Linked DNA regions of Rattus norvegicus: region 1 is linked to region 2. A link is a contact called in public Hi-C data. All regions are on one chromosome and are shown on one strand. The core of a region is the stretch at or near the end of the contact, and the rest is flanking DNA. Distances in the headings are between cores, read along the strand shown. Region 1 overlaps Bcat2 (branched chain amino acid transaminase 2). Region 2 holds the start of Ppp1r15a (protein phosphatase 1, regulatory subunit 15A).

Region 1 (7,778 bases), core at 20-2,519, 56 kb after region 2:
TCCTGGGCAGGTGACTTCTAAAAAGAAAGGGGAGACCATTTAAGGGTGGGAAGCAGTGACACCCGTCTGTCCTCCCTGACTTAGAACTGGAGCTGGCAACCCCCCCACTGGATGGCATCATCCTCCCCGGAGTGGTTCGACAAAGCCTGCTGGATCTGGCCAGGACTTGGGTAGGGCCTGCATGGCATCTGAATCTTTGGACCAGTGTCTTGAGTTGTGGCACGGTGGTGGAAGCCTGGCCCACTGCCATGCCCTCGTTTCTGGGTCCATCTCCCATCCCTGGGCCTCTGTCTTTTCCAGTAGCCTTAGGGAGGGAGTGATGGTGGTCTGCAGTAGGACAGGAGTCTGGGTCCTGGAGTGCTTCTGTGCCCTTGTTCTGCAGGGTGAGTTCCGGGTGGCAGAACGCAAGGTCACTATGAAGGAATTGAAGCGGGCACTGGAGGAGGGCCGGGTGCGAGAAGTCTTCGGCTCAGGCACTGCTTGTCAGGTCTGCCCAGTGCACCAAATCCTATATGAAGGCAAGGTGAGACAGAGCTGCCGGGGTGGGTGGGAGAGAAAGAAGGGAAGTGCCCCATCCTCATGGCTGCCTTTCCCTAGCAACTCCACATTCCTACCATGGAAAATGGGCCGGAACTCATCCTGCGCTTCCAGAAGGAGTTGAAGGCTATTCAGGTAAGCTCATGAATTTGGGACCAACAACTGATTAACTCCTCCTTTCCTCTGAATACTTGTGGCCAGAAGCACGGGAAATACCCCCTTCCACAAGTCTCTGAGGTTTTAGGTCATAAAGACTCTGGGATGTTGGCCACAAAAATAAATAAATAAATAAATAAATAAATAAATAAATAAATAAAATAAAATAAAATAAAATAAAATAAAATAAAATGGGCCTTCCACGACTCCTGAAGTTCTGGGATGTCCCTTTGGCATGGCAAACCTTTTTCCCTTGCCCCTCCCTGGCCTTGAATGATTCCTCTTACAAGCCTCTGGTGCGTTTCCTCTTGTGAGCCAAGAGGGCTTCTAGAGAACCTCTGGGCTCATTTCCCTGAGCAGGACCTGAGGTAACTGGTATCCTGGCCCCATGTTGGCACCTAGCACTAAACATCTGAGCTTAAAGTGCCTTTTCCCAAGAGCCTTCAAAGCTTTTGCAACTCTCTTGATCCCTTGGAATTGTTGGCGGGTCTCCAGGTCAAGGACTACACTTCCCATAAGGCACTGGGGCGCAGCTCTGAGAGCGGCCAGCTTGCGATGCTCCAGGGCCTACTGGGAGTTGTAGTGCAGCTGTATCTTTAAGGCACCTTCGTTGTCCCGCAGTACGGAACCAGTGCCCACGATTGGATGCTTCGTGTGTGACGTTAGGGAGGTTGTGCCCTACCTGGTTGGATCCGCTGACGTGCAGCATCCAGTTCAGCGTCCTCGCCTCCCAGAGACTCAAGAGAAGTGCAATAGGGAAAGGTCGTTCCAGACTGCTGGCTCTCTGGCACCCTCACGTGGAAGTTACACTCCAAAGCCTTAAGGGCGGGACCCATGTAATTTGGACCCCACCTCAGTTCAGCTGCTCCGCGTCCTGGTGTTCAAGAGAGAACCTTGGCTTCTTCTCGATCTCCGTTCTCAGGCCGGATCCCCGGTGCTCTTCATGTCTTTTTTTTTTTTTTTTCCGTCTCTCTCTCCTTGCTGCAATTTTGAAATAAAATGCCAAAGAACAAGACATTCGTTGTCATATTCTAAGCGCCACTCTGAGATGCTGGGGGCATTTATTATCAGGGACCCTGCCTGAGGACTTTTCTGACCTGAGGGTTCCTTCTGTAATTTAGTATTGAACCCCATTTACTGCAGTTGGACACACCAGATTTCTCAGGCTCTCTTCCCTTCTTACATTTCATTGGTGCCCAAGCCCTGTTCTCGAGGCCCCCGACTGCCCTGTCGCTCCTTGTGTCCCCCCTCGGCCTGACTTCTGACCTGGTCTTCTGCCGGTCTCTATCCTAGCTTCCTCTCTGGCCTCCTGGCCTTCATCTGCTCCCATCCATCTGACATCAAAGGGCTTCTATAATTGTGTCTTTCAGGGACATCAGCTCCTCCGACAGGGCGGGCCACCTACTGAAGCGAGTCCCTAATTTTTTCTGACTGTTGCAGGAGTTAGAAAGATCACAGCACTGTGTCCATATCTGTGATTCAATGGTCCCAATCCCTGGCACACACACTTGAATAAGGCCCACATGGGCCTCTAGAGAGAGGTGATTAAGACCCGGCTACAGATCTGGATTCAAGTCCTGCCTCTGTTTCCTGCCTGCTTTTATTTTGGACTTGCCATGTCATTGCTGATCAAATTAGCTGGAGCGAGAGTCTGCAGGTCTATCTGGCAGATGTTATCAGAGCAAGGCAGCCAGCCTTGGGATAGGAATTCCAGTTTCTTGGGCCCCAACTGACCCATTGCCACAACTCATTCCCTTTTGTCAAGTTATTGCTCAAGGAAAGGTCAGGGGCCAAGGGGACCCAGGGGAAAGTCTACAGGCCCCTGGGACACTTTCTTCCCTCCATCGATTCAATCTTCCTGTAAAAATCCTCACTTTTGCCCAGGCAGTGTTGGCACATGACTTTAATCCCATGGGGCACTCGGGAGGCAGAGGTAGGTGAATCTCATGAGTTCGAAGCCAGCCTGGTCTCTAGAGCTCCAAGACAGCCAGGCAACACAGTTTCAGAAAACAAAACAAACAAAAACCCAACCAACCAAACAAACAAACAAAAAACCCCGAAACCCTTTTTTGTGACGGGCCAGCTGCAAGTCCTTTGCTCATTTCCTCCTCTTGGCTCTGGCTGTTCCCTGCTGCAGTCTAGATCGTATGTCCTTCACTGGGTTCTTTCTCAAGGTCATCTGTGTGTCCCTACATTTCAGGGGTGAGGCCATGGGTGTTTGTTCATGTAACATAAAAATAAGTCATTTCAGGCTGGAGAGATGGTTCAGTGGTTAAGAGCACTGTCTGCTCTTCCAGGTCCTGAGTTCAATTCCAGTAACAACACAGTGGTCCACAACCGTCTATAACGGGATCTGCTGCCCTCTTCTGGCGTGTAGGTGTTCATGCAGATAGAGCACTCCTACATAAAATGAATACATCTTTTTGTAAAAACTCATTTCTGGATTTTTTTTTCTTTTTTTCGGAGCTGGGGGACCGAACGCAGGGCCTTGTGCTTGCTAGGCAAGCGCTCTACCACTGAGCTAAATCCCCAACCCCTCATTTCTGGATTTTAAAAAGAAAATAAAAACCTTCTTAAACCATTTTTGTTAAGGCATTTGCAGTTTGTGTGATGAGCTGTTGCCAAAACTGTTAGAGGGTCCGCTTAAATCCAGTGTGACTCTAGGCTGGAGAGATGGCTCAGAGGTAAGGGCACAGGCTGCTCTTTCAGAAGTCCTGGGATCAATTCCCAGCACCCACAACCAGATGGTGGCTCACAACCATCTGTAATGGGATCCGATGCCCTCTTCTGGTGTGTCTGAAGACAGTGTGCTCATATATATAAGATTAAATAAATACATCTTTAAAAAAACCTTATTGTAATCAAGTCTGTATGAAATTGAACAAGGGAGTTTCCATCAATCAGGATAGGAGTTGGTTCTTAGGTCTGGGAACATGAACTTAGTTTGATCCTGTCAGAGGGATGGAGAAGTTGTCCCTGAGATGTCTGGACTTAGCTGTTTACAACAGAAGCCATTCAGCTGTTGGGAAGTCCCCAGCTGCCCTCGGGCCTGGGACCTTGAATTTGGTTCCTCCCTAGGATTAGATGGAGTCTAAAAATGAATGGTAGCACTGAGAAGTTTCTTTTGCTTGTTCCCAGCAGAAGCCACTTGGTTTCTTTGTAACTTTCCTGTGCCCAGATGTGGCTTCTTTGTAACTTTCCCGTGCCCAGAGATGATTCAAAAGTGGGTCATTCATTCTCTATGCAGAGTCTGGTCATCTCCCTTTTGGTATGACCTAGAAAAGGCATGAGGCCTTACCAACTCAACCATAAACTTGGCTCTTAAACTTGGGTTTTGAAGGTTTCTTCTTTGTCATGGCACCAAGTAAGGTTGACCAAACGTATGGCTACGTAAACATGTAATGGGTTAAATATTGATTTTTAAACGCATTGATATTTTCTTCATTTTTGTCTTTTTTTTTTTTGTTGTTGTTGTTGTTGTTCTTTTTTTCGGAGCTGGGGACCGAACCCAGGGCCTTGCGCTTCCTAGGCAAGTGCTCTACCACTGAGCTAAATCCCCAACCCCCATTTTTGTCTTTTAATTGTGATTTAGTAAGCATTCATAGATACATCCCACACAAAGAAATGTTTTTGAGGGGCTGGAGGGATGGCTCAGTGGTTAAGAGCACTGACAGCTCTTCCAGAGGTCCTGAGTTCAAATCTCAGCAACCACATGATGGCTCACAACCATCTAGAATGAGATCTGGTGCCCTCTTCTGGTGTGTCTGAAGACAGCTACAGTGGTGTACTTATATATAATAAATAAAAAAAAATAAAAGAAACGTTCTTGAGGGGATCTTCAATTAAAAAAAAAAAACTTTTATTCTTTTATGTGTATGTCTGTTTTACCTGCATGGACGTTTGCACTACATGTGTGCCTGGTGCCTCGAAGGAAGTCAAGAGCCTATTAAGAGTCTCTGCAATTGGAGTTACATGTAGTTGTGAATGTGCTTGGAATTGAACCTGGGTCCTCTGGAAAAGCAGTCGGTGCTCTTCACCGCTGAGCCATCTCTCCAGCCCAATGTCTGTCTGTCTGTTTGTTTGTTTAAATCAGTGTTTTGCTATGTAGCAGGACAGGCCTCATACATGAGTGAGTGTGTATGTATGTATACAACAGCCAGATATATATATATATATATGTATTTTTTTTTTCTTTTTTTCGGAGCTGGGGACCGAACCCAGGGCCTTGCGCTTGCTAGGCAAGCGCTCTACCACTGAGCTAAATCCCCAACATATATGTATGTGTAGAGAGATTATATATATATATATATATATATATATATATAAAATACACTCACGCGCACACACACACATAGAAAATGAAAACTTGGGCTGGGGATTTAGCTCAGTGGTAGAGCGCTTACCTAGGGAGCGCAAGGCCCTGGGTTCGGTCCCCAGCTCCGAAAAAAAGAACCAAAAAAAAAAAAAAAAAAAAAAGAAAATGAAAACTTTTCTTAATTTATTATCTTAATTTATCCATTTTGTGCGTGTACCTGTTTCTGCTGCGATCAGATGACGCCTTTCAGGGAAGATTTTCTCCTTTGACTGTGTGGGTCAGGAGACAGAATTGAGATCGTCAGGTTGGACAAGAGCCTTTACTTGCTGAGTCATCTCACTGGCCACAAACCAAAGATTCAAAACACCAGTAAGTCTGTGTAACTGAGCCCTGGGGAAGCACTCGGTCAGAAGCAGCGGCCTGGTGCCACCTGGAGGCCAGTGTGGGGCACAGTGTCTGCTGGAAAGAAACGAGCTTCCAAAAACAACTGTCTATGTGCTAACTATTAAAACGTCTGTATAACAACCACATGAGGGATTGTTGGAAGAATAGCTTTGGGGTTGGGGACTTAGCTCAGTGGTAGAGCGCTTGCCTAGCAAGTGCAAGGCCCTGAGTTCGGTCCCCAGCTCCGAAAAAGAGAGGATGAATAGCTTTAAGTGATTTTTCTTAGCAAGCAACCTTTTGTCTTTTGAGACAGGATTTCTCTGTGTAGCCCTGATTGTCTGCGGCAACTTTAGGCGTGCAGTCCATGATGGTAATCCCAAAGTTCTGGGTATGGAGGCTGGAGGATCAGAAGTTCAAAGCTTTTCTGGGCTATGTAGGGAGTTCATGTTTCAAAACAACAATGATAAAGAAAATGATCAGCTAGGCTCTTACTGGCATCTGACATTAATAGTTTTGTTTTCCTTTTAAGTTTACTTATGCATATTTTTAATGTTAACATCAGAAAGTACAGGGGCTGCTAAGACTGACAAAGTGAATTTGATCCCAGGGGAGGAAGAGACAAGTGATGTGCACTCACCCCCTCCACACACACGCACAGGCATACACCCACACTCAAATATACACCACAGAGAATTAAAAGCAGGGGTCAGACCGAAAGTTGTGTGTTAAAGTACACAGCAGCTAATAGACAAAATCTGTAAACAACTCACATGTCCACCAACAAATGTCACAATCAAAAAAAGTTGTATTAACCGGTTGTCTTAGTTAGGGTTTCCATTGCTATGAAGAGACACCATGATCACGGCAACTTTTTTTTTTTTTTTTTTTTTTTTTTGGTTCTTTTTTTTCCGGAGCTGGGGCTGGCTTACAGTTTCAGAGGTTCAGTCCATTAACAGCATGCCAGGCAGACACTCTGCTACAGGAGCTCAGAGTGCTGCGTCTTCTTTGAATGCAAGCAGGAGAAGACTGGCTTCCAGGCAGCTAGAAGGGTCTCAAAGCCCACCCCATGGTGACACACTTCCTCCCACAAGGCCACACCTCCTAACAGTGCCACTCCCTGTGCCAACCATATTCAAGCCACACCCATAATCCTAACTCCTGGGAGGCAGAGGTAGGCAAATCTCTTTGAGTTTGAGGCCATTCCTCTCTACAGAGTGAGTTCCAGCACAGAGATGGTGTGTGTGTGTGTGTGTGTGTGTGTGTGTGTATTGTATGCACTTAAGTGTGCATCTTCTGTGTGCATTCAGGCCAGAGTGTGAGTGTGTATTCATGCAGGAGCAGAACATGAGCTGAGGAGTCCGCCACTATCACTTTCTATCCTGCTCACTCGAGCCAGTGTCTCTCGCTGAACTGGATGCTCGTTGTTTGGCTGACTGTCTAGAGAACTGGGATGAGCCTCTCTCCATACAACACTAGAGTTACACGCATGCGCAACCATGCTGGGCTTCTTCCATGGATGTAGGGGATTCTAGCTCATGTCCTTACGCTTGAACATCAAGTGCTCTTACCACTGAACACCTCTTCAGCCCCTGTTTCAGTTTTTGGAATGTCACATTCCAAGCTTGCCCCAAACTCACTAGGTAGCGAAGGGTAATGCTAAGCACCCGATGATCCTCCTGTTTCTTCCAGCAAGCACTGGTCTTTCCACCACCACGACACATGCTACAGCATGGACGAATCTTGAGAACACTAAGTGGAGGCCACCAGGCACAAAAGGCCACTGTATGATTGTTTACATGAAATATCCCAAGTATATAAGTTTATGAAGTTTTTTGGCTCTTCTGGCAAGGAGGAGACAATGGGACGTGACCATATAATGGGGCTGAAAATATTTGGGAAGTAGCCAGACATGAGAGCAGCTTGACTTTGTGGCTGTGCTAACCACTGTGGGACTCCTTTCATCTCTAGGTACAGATAAGAACTCTGAGGTTCTGGTGACAGGCAACTGAGGAAGCTCAGGTTTGGCCTGTGTCCTTGTAGATAACTCATAAGCCCACCGTTTCCAGCCCCCATCTTCGTGTGTGTGTGTGTGTGTGTGTGTGTGTGTGTGTGTGTATTTCTTTCTTTGAGACAGAGTCTCTTGTAGGCTGACCTGGAAATTATATGCAGGGCTGACCTTAAACGTCAACTCCTGAGATAAAAAATTAAAGCCCTTGAGCATCCTTGGTTAAATCCCTTAATCCCTCTTGCCTGTCCTATTCCTCAGATGGCGGCTACTTGGGGTTCCCTGCTCCTCCACCTTGTCCATTTCTTCAGAGAAACAGTTTGAGAGCTCCACCCAATCCGACTGCTGACTGTGCGTGACGCAGCTGATCACGAGGCAGTT
Region 2 (7,429 bases), core at 822-3,321:
GGAAGGGAGGGGGCTCTGCTTCTCCACATCCCTTGGTCTTCTCTACTGGTAGACAATGCTGGGTACTCTGGCAAGAGTCAACTGTTTCTGAGTCAACTGGGGCCACATTCTCACTGTCGTCTTCCTCTTCTGTGTCCTCTCCTGGGCGATAGACCCAGGCCTTCAGGAAGGCACTTGTATGGGGGGTGGTACAGCTCTGAGCTGTGTCTTCCTCAGCTGAATCCCAATCACCGTCATCTTCCTCTTCTGTGTCCTCTCCTGGGCGATAGACCCAGGCCTTCAGGAAGGCACTTGTATGGGGGGTGGTACAGGTATGAGCTGTGTCTTCCTCAGCTGAATCCAAATCACTGTCTTCTTCCTCCTCTGTGTCCTCTCCTGGGCGATACACCCAGGCCTTCAGGAAGGCACTGCCAGAACAGACAGAAGTCTCAGGTCCTCCTTCCTCAGCCTCTGCATTCTGACAAGGGTGACTCTGCCCTGCCCTGTGTTGCTCTGGCTTAGTTTCTCCCTCCTGCTTAGGCCTCTCTCTAGTGTGGTACTCCCAGACTCTGGAGTGGGAGCCTGAGGGTTCAGCCTTATTGTCTGTTCCTTTTTCCTCCGTGGCTCGATGTTCTGCCTCCCCTGGGCAATACACAGAAGTGCTGGGTTTATATCCTGGAGCTATGGAAGCAGCAGAGGCCTGGTGAGCCTTCTTCACGGTTTCTGTATCCTCTTCATCCTCAGCTGGACCACCCTCCCAGTGTGATGTGGGATAAGCCAGCTCGGACACACCCTCTTCTCTAGCCACCACCTCCCCAACTTTCTTATCTGCCCCTTGCAGGTGAAGGGGCTGTAGTGTAGGCAGGCCAGCTGTGTGCTCCACTTCTTGCTCTCTAAGGCCATCTTGTCCTGGCTTCCCATTATGTTCATCAATATCTGAAAGTCCCCAAGTTTTAGGAGGGGAACTTTGGGCTTCCACATCAAGGCAGAGCCTCTGGGCTGCTTTACTCCATTCAGGAGTTCCATTTCCTTCAGTCTCTCGGAGAGGTAGGTGATTTTCAGAGACCGGGGGAGGCGTCAACAGAGCATCAGCCTCTATCTGGTTTGCTCCTGCTACTGTTTCTGCCAACCAGGCCTCTGAGACCTCGGGCCCCCTCAGGCGGCTCCAGGCCCGGCTGAGGAAGCCCATCAGTGGAGACAGGAGGTAGAAAGAGTGGGCTTCCTTCCAGTGCAGGACATGCTGGGGTCTTGGGCTTGGGGCCATGTGTCTGGCCTAGAAAGGGGGAATTTGTTTAGAAGTCGCTCTGGAAACAGTATCAGGTCACAGCACTGAGTCATTGTTAAAAAATAGTCACAGCAGCGCGTGAATCCCTGCCTCAAATTCCTAATAGCATTGCTCACACCCAACTCCGCCACTTGGTTCTTCTCTCAACATTCACGTTCTACATCCTCAGAACCAAAAGCCCACACTCTTAAACCCTTTCCTTAACCCCAGCCACAGTTTCTGGCTAGCCCTTCTGAGACCTGTAAGCGTCTGGCTTTTTAATAACCTTTCTCTCCTCAAGCTTGTGCTCAGGCCCCTAAAACCTCCTCCTGCCTACCTCTTAGACCCAGGCTGCTCCTCCTGGAGTCCCTCTCTTTATTTAGCAATGTACAAGTACTGCAGTTCTAGTTCAGGACCCCTGCCCTTCAATGTAGAGACTAGACCTGGGCTCTCCTCTCTCGGACCAAATAAAGCATCCGGCTTTCAGTGCCGTTTCCTCAAATCTGGGTTCCTCCCCAGTCTGCCCCTCAGATCCCACAACACTCTCCTAGCCTCCTCGCCGAAGAAAGTCCTCCCCAGCACTCCCCCAAAGGCCGCCCCATCCCCCACTCACCGGCGGGCTGCGCGTCACCCCGGGGGCTGGAGGTCCGGTTCGGTTTGCCAAAAGCGGTCGTGGGTCCGGATTGCTCTCAAGGCCAGCGCGTTCATGTCGCCCTCAGGCGTGGGGCTCGGGGACGTGATGTCTCACGGGCTGTCGCAAAGGCTGTCCCGGCAAAGGGATGCGGAGTCGCGCGGGGTCTCGCATGTAATCTTCCACAAGCTGCGAACTGAGTCAATCTGCGCCAACACGATCACCCGGGAGTTTATAGTCTGACGCAGCGCTATGCTGACGTCACCGGAGAGGCGGAGTTTCGGAAGTCCCTGAGAAAGGTGGAGAGAGGAAAACAACACTGAAATTCTCGCGGAGATTCCGGGCCTTGTGAGGTCACCGTGGCTTCCCAGGCGTGTCCTTGGCTCAAATCCAGAGAGCCGTCAATCTCGCAGAACTTTTGAGCAAGCACGCCAACTTCATCAGGCAGTCACATGCCGTCCCATTCTCTTTCTCTTTCTCTCTCCCTCTCTGTCTCTGTGTGTGTGTGTCTCCTCTCTCTCTCTCTCTCTCTCTCTCTCCTCTCTCTGAGAAGCAGGGACTAACCTGCTACTGCCTCCAGAGTGCTGGGATTACAGGAGTGATTTGGTTGGGGAGAGGTTCGAAACAGGACTTTCTGACTATCCGTGGCTATCTTGAACTCACTCTGTAGACCAGGCTAGCTTCAAACTCAAAGGTCCGCCTGCCTCTGCCTCTCAAGTGTTGGGATTAAAGGTATGGGGCCACCACACCCCGCGGCTAGCAGTGAATTTTTATTAGAAGATAGCAGTGAAGTTTTATTAGAAGACAAAACACCCAATGTTTTAAAATATTATTTATGTCTTTTTTTTTTTAAATGTAGGAGTGCACTATCTGCATGTATATCTGCATGCCAGAACAGGGCATCAGATCCCCACCATGTGGTTACTGAGAATGAACTCAGGACCTCTGGAAGAGCAGCCAGTGTTCTTAACTACTGAACCACCTCACCAGCCCTTGTTTGTTTTTCCAAGATTAGTTCTGGCTGTCCTGGAACTCACTTTGTAGACTCGGCTGACCTTGGGCTCACTGGGATCTCATTACCTCTACCTCCTGATTCTGGGATTAAAGACGTGCACCGGGGTTGGGGATTTAGCTCAGTGGTAGAGCACTTGCCTAGCAAGCACAAGGCTCTGGGTTCGGTCCCCAGCTCCGAAAAAAAGAAAAAGACGTGCACCCTGGGCTGGTGAGATGGCTCAGATGCTCTCCCACACACCCCGGCCAAAAGAAAAAGATTTTTTAAATCTTTATTTTATATGTTTTCCGTGTGTGTGTGTGTGTGTGTGTGTGTGTGTGTGTGTGTGTGTGTGTGTGTGTGTTTGTGCGTATGTGTGAGTATATCATGTCTGGTGCATATGGAGGTCGGAACACGGGTGGAATTGGAGTTAGAGACAATTGTGAAGCTTCTCATGGAGGGTTATAGGAACTAAATTTGGGTCCTCTGCAAAGAGTAGCAAGTGATTAGGCCCTGACCCATCTCTCTGGTCCCTTGGCTGTTTTTGGTGTGTCTGTCTGGGTTTTGTTTTGTTTTCAGACAGGATTTTTCTGTGTAGCCCTGCCTGTCCTGGAACTCACTCTGTAGTCCACGCTGGTCTTGAACTCAAAGAACAGAAGTCCACCTGCCACTTCCTCCTGAGTACTGAGATTAAAGGCATGTGTCACTATGCCTGTCCAGTCTGTCTGTATTGAGCAGGGTCTTACAGTATAGTCCACACTGTCCGGGGACTCACAGGGGAAGAAGGCCAAAGAATCTTTGGGCAATTCTCCTCCTGTGTACAGAGAAGCAGTGACCCCACCCAAGGCCTGCCTTCATGGAGTCTCCTCCTTCTTTTTTAAAAACGCATGTTTCTGTTTCCTTTGTTTTGTTTTTTCTTTTGTCAGGGACCTGTATTGTTTTTCCAGGAGTGTCTGGAACTTACTATGAAACCTGGGCTGAACCCGTGTTGCCCCAGCTGCCCTGGTACTCTCGGCAGTCCTACCCAGTATGGAGGGTACAAGTGTGATCTCAACAGATAGTGTGTGGAGAACACCGCTAAACAGACTCTTTGTCTTCACACACAGGTGTCCATGTTTTTTGAATTTATACAAAGGTTTGGCTTATATAATTTGAATTTCTGATTGGCCTGCATTCTCATGGGGGTGGGGCTCTGTTCAAATCCCAGATATAGATCCAGAGATCCAATTCCAGCCTTCCCTCCTGGTGTGTGTGTCTCAGAGACAGACAGAGAAAGAGAGTGTGTGTAGCCTGTATGTGGATCCCAGAGCCTCACACCTCACACACACTGAGCAATGCTCTCCTGGAGCTACTCTCTGAGCTCCGGTCTATAGCCTTCTTCCTCAAAATGTACTGAGATTCCATACCTCCCTTATAAATGGGCTAACAGTCTGATCTGAGGGAGAAATTTCAAACTGGCCACTTAACTCTATCCTTACCAGAATCTAGCAGGTCTAGGACTGTCTTCTTCTCCTTCCAGTCACCATCACTGCCCTATTTGGTCAAGGCCACTCTTGGGGACTGTGGGTGAATGAATAGTCCATGAATCCCTACTTGTAGCTCATACCTTCCCAGGCACCCACCAGCCACACTCTATCCCAGCTTTCCAAGGTTCTGGGAGTTGGAGATGCCATTCTTCGAAAGACCTAGGACAGCTCTCTTGAAGGTTGTCAGAAGCCCAGAACTCCAGGAACAACAAAACCATTTTGCCCTGGAGTTCCAGCCCCTCTCCAAACATAGAGGAGTCCCAGGCACAGTTTAGGAGACCCAGGAGTTGGGGGAGCCCAATCCTTCCCCTTAGTTGTGGGGGCAGCTGAGCCAGGGGTCAAGTTGTAGTGGGGAGGCCAGAAGAGGCGGGGACAGCCAGGATTGGGAGGGGAGACGGCAGCGTGGGCGGCTGCTGGAGAGAGGGAGAGCCCGGCAGAGAGGAAAGAGAAACTGGGAGAGGGAGGAAGAGAGAAAGTGAGGAAGAGAACTTGAAAAGGAAAGGAAACAGATGTGTCTGATCAGGGAGATAGAGGAAGAGACTGAGGAGAACGGAAGTAGATGAGTGGGATGGAGTGGGGGAGGGGACGGGGAAGTGATTAGACAGCAGCAGTCAGGTAGGGAGAGGGACTGGGAGAGGTGACATAGGCAGAGGGGAGGGGAGAGAGAGAGAGAGAGAGGAAGAGACAGAGACACCGAGAGACACAGTGGGAGAGACAGAAAGAGACAGAGAGGGGGGAGACAGAGAGCTCACAAAACAGAGAAGAAAAGAAAGCAAGTATCAGGTGAGGAGACCAACTCTGAGAGGCAGTGTCTAAGACACAAAAAGAGGTGACATCCTGTCACCGGGACACCAGAGCTGGGTAAGTCCCTGGCTGGGCTGGGAGGGACGTGCCTGGATGACCATTCCTGGTGTCTTAGGACTTGTCCTAGGGAGTTGGGCAAAGACGGTTTGGGGGTTCATGAGGGAAGACAGGGACAGGTAGCCCGGGCACCCTGAAGGAGGCAGGGATTGGAATTCCTGTGCATAAAGGGGGTCACATTCTTGGCTAGTATTCAGTGGGCAAGAATAAAGGAGCCCCTATTCTTATGGCCTGGCTGCAGACAGCTGCCCCCTCCCCGCAGCTGCCAGAGAGCCGCCCACCTCCCTTGGCACTGCTCTTGGTATGTGATCCCTGGCCATGGCCTCCCCAGCCCCTCAGTCCCCAAACAACAGTTTCTTTCTCCTCAGCCTCCTCTGACCTTCGAGCTCTGACCCAACTCTCTCCTCAGCCCCCATCAGTGGAGAGACACAGCCCCCTTTTCTTTCTCCCCCAAGCTCTCGATGGAGCAGGGCCGACCCAGGAGCAGCCTCAGCCTGACCAGCAGTGCTTCCACTGTATCCTCCCTGAGCAGCCTGAGCGCCAAGGTCCTTCCACGCTTCTCGGTGGGATAGGGAGGAGGGAGGCTTTGGGCTGTGCTGTCCCATTTCCTAGCTGTGGGTTCTGTGCCTTCAACAGAGACTGCATCGGTCAAGGGTGAGAATCCTTAGTGATGGGGTCTGCCAGACTGGTCCCGAGTTGAGCATCAGCTGCAGCCGGGAATTTGGAGACAGTCCCAGCTCTGTCCCCACCCCTCTCAGTCTTCCTAATTCTAAGCCAGAAGAACAACTAAACCCAGGCCGAGAGGAGATGACTATGCCTGACTGGACTGGGGGATTTCCTCTCCAGTCTATAACCATGGAGCCCACCCACTTAGAACCAGACGTGGTGGTTCACAACCATAATCCAGTACTGGGTAGGCAAAGGCAGGAACATCCCAAGTTTAAGGTTCTCTTTGGCTACATGTCAGGTTAGAGGCTAGGTGAGACCCCGTCTCATGCAACAAGAACCCAAGCCGGAACCAGCAGTGGTGAGACGTACCTTTAATCTGAGTGCGGAAGCAGGCCGACCTTGGTGAGTTTGAGCCCAGCCATGTCTACTTAGTGAGTTCCGGGACAGCTAGGGCTACATAGAAAACAAAGCAAGCAAACAAACAAAACACAAAAGCCAGGCCGCATAGGGTGATACATAACTCACATTCCAGCATTCCAGAAGTAGAGCAGGAGGAGGATCAGAGATTCAAGGTCAGCTTTGCCTACAGAGCTATCTGAGGATAGCCTGGGCTATATGTATCACCTAGGACAAAATTGGCCTTACTCCTTTAAGTTCGGAGACCAAAACAGATTAGTTTCCAGCCTACTCCCAAGGAGGGGTGATCCAAGGCAGCTTGGACATGGGGTGTGTGCAGTCACTGTGTCCGCGGTTGACCCCTCTAAGGGAAGTGAAGCATGAGGAACCCCCTTCTCCCCACCCCTGGCATCAAAGGCATCCTTGTGTCCTTTCATTTACCACGGTTTCCATCTAGAAATGTCTTCTGTGGGGAACCTCCCGGTGTGGATTGTAGAGGTTCTCTGGCAAGTCTGGCTGTGGAACCAAAGAGCCTTTCCTGCCAGGGACAAGGCTTCAGGGTCTCAAGAACCCACATCATACTTGAACTCATTACGTAGCCAAAAATGACCTAAAACTTTGTGTTGGTTTTGGGACACTATGTCTCCCTGGCCGTCCTGGAACTCCCTCTGTAGCCCAGCCTTGAACTCAGAGTCCTGCCTCTGCCACTCAAGTGCTGGGTTTAAAGGTCCATACCACCACTCAACAGCCTTGAACTTGTAATTCTGCCTCCACCTCCAAAATGATGGGATTACAGGACTAGTGTAAACCCTTGGTTTTTGCAGTGCTAGGATTTGAACACACGCTTCGTATGTGTTAGGAAGCACCTTACCAACCGAGATGACTAAATTCCCCCGATACTTTTTTATTTCTTTTGAGATCTGGTCTCAAGCAGCACTGACTGTCCTGGCACTCCACTGTGTTGCTAGGATGACCTTGGGACCCTGGTCCTCCTGTATCTCCCAAGTGCTTGTTTCACAGGCATGTGCAGCTCTCCTCAGCCTCCTTGCCTGCTTTCTAAGAGAAACCACTCGGGAGCCAGTCCCAGGAGAAGCCCTCATTCATTTCTGTTC

The links. Hi-C and Micro-C count contacts between places; a contact is called where the count stands out from the background.
Region 1: a Hi-C map of hepatocytes shows a contact between it and region 2, with 4 times the contacts expected there. The contact joins the enhancer-like site here to the promoter of Ppp1r15a in region 2. A contact is called at or near these places in 3 of 12 Hi-C or Micro-C datasets (hepatocytes, kidney and psoas muscle).

Annotation. Positions count from the first base shown.
Region 1 is chr1:105,194,767-105,202,544 of GRCr8, forward strand. Bcat2 (branched chain amino acid transaminase 2) reads left to right here. Exons shown (of 11, transcript NM_022400.2): 8 at 85-170; 9 at 383-523; 10 at 598-672; 11 at 1,315-1,708. The coding sequence ends at 1,353. LOC134485119 (a long non-coding RNA gene) reads left to right here and starts at 7,574. Exons shown (of 2, transcript XR_010063009.1): 1 at 7,574-7,778. Within about 2 kb of position 1,270, at least 71 of the 93 cell types and tissues checked have an H3K27ac peak or open chromatin away from gene starts, as enhancers often do. A contact at or near this core is called in hepatocytes and kidney, where this site is marked.
Region 2 is chr1:105,137,525-105,144,953 of GRCr8, forward strand. It overlaps Ppp1r15a (protein phosphatase 1, regulatory subunit 15A), which reads right to left and starts at 2,072. Exons shown (of 3, transcript NM_133546.3): 1 at 1,857-2,072; 2 at 1-1,252. The coding sequence starts at 1,243. It overlaps Plekha4 (pleckstrin homology domain containing A4), which reads left to right and starts at 4,994. Exons shown (of 20, transcript NM_199101.1): 1 at 4,994-5,252; 2 at 5,708-5,797. The coding sequence starts at 5,714.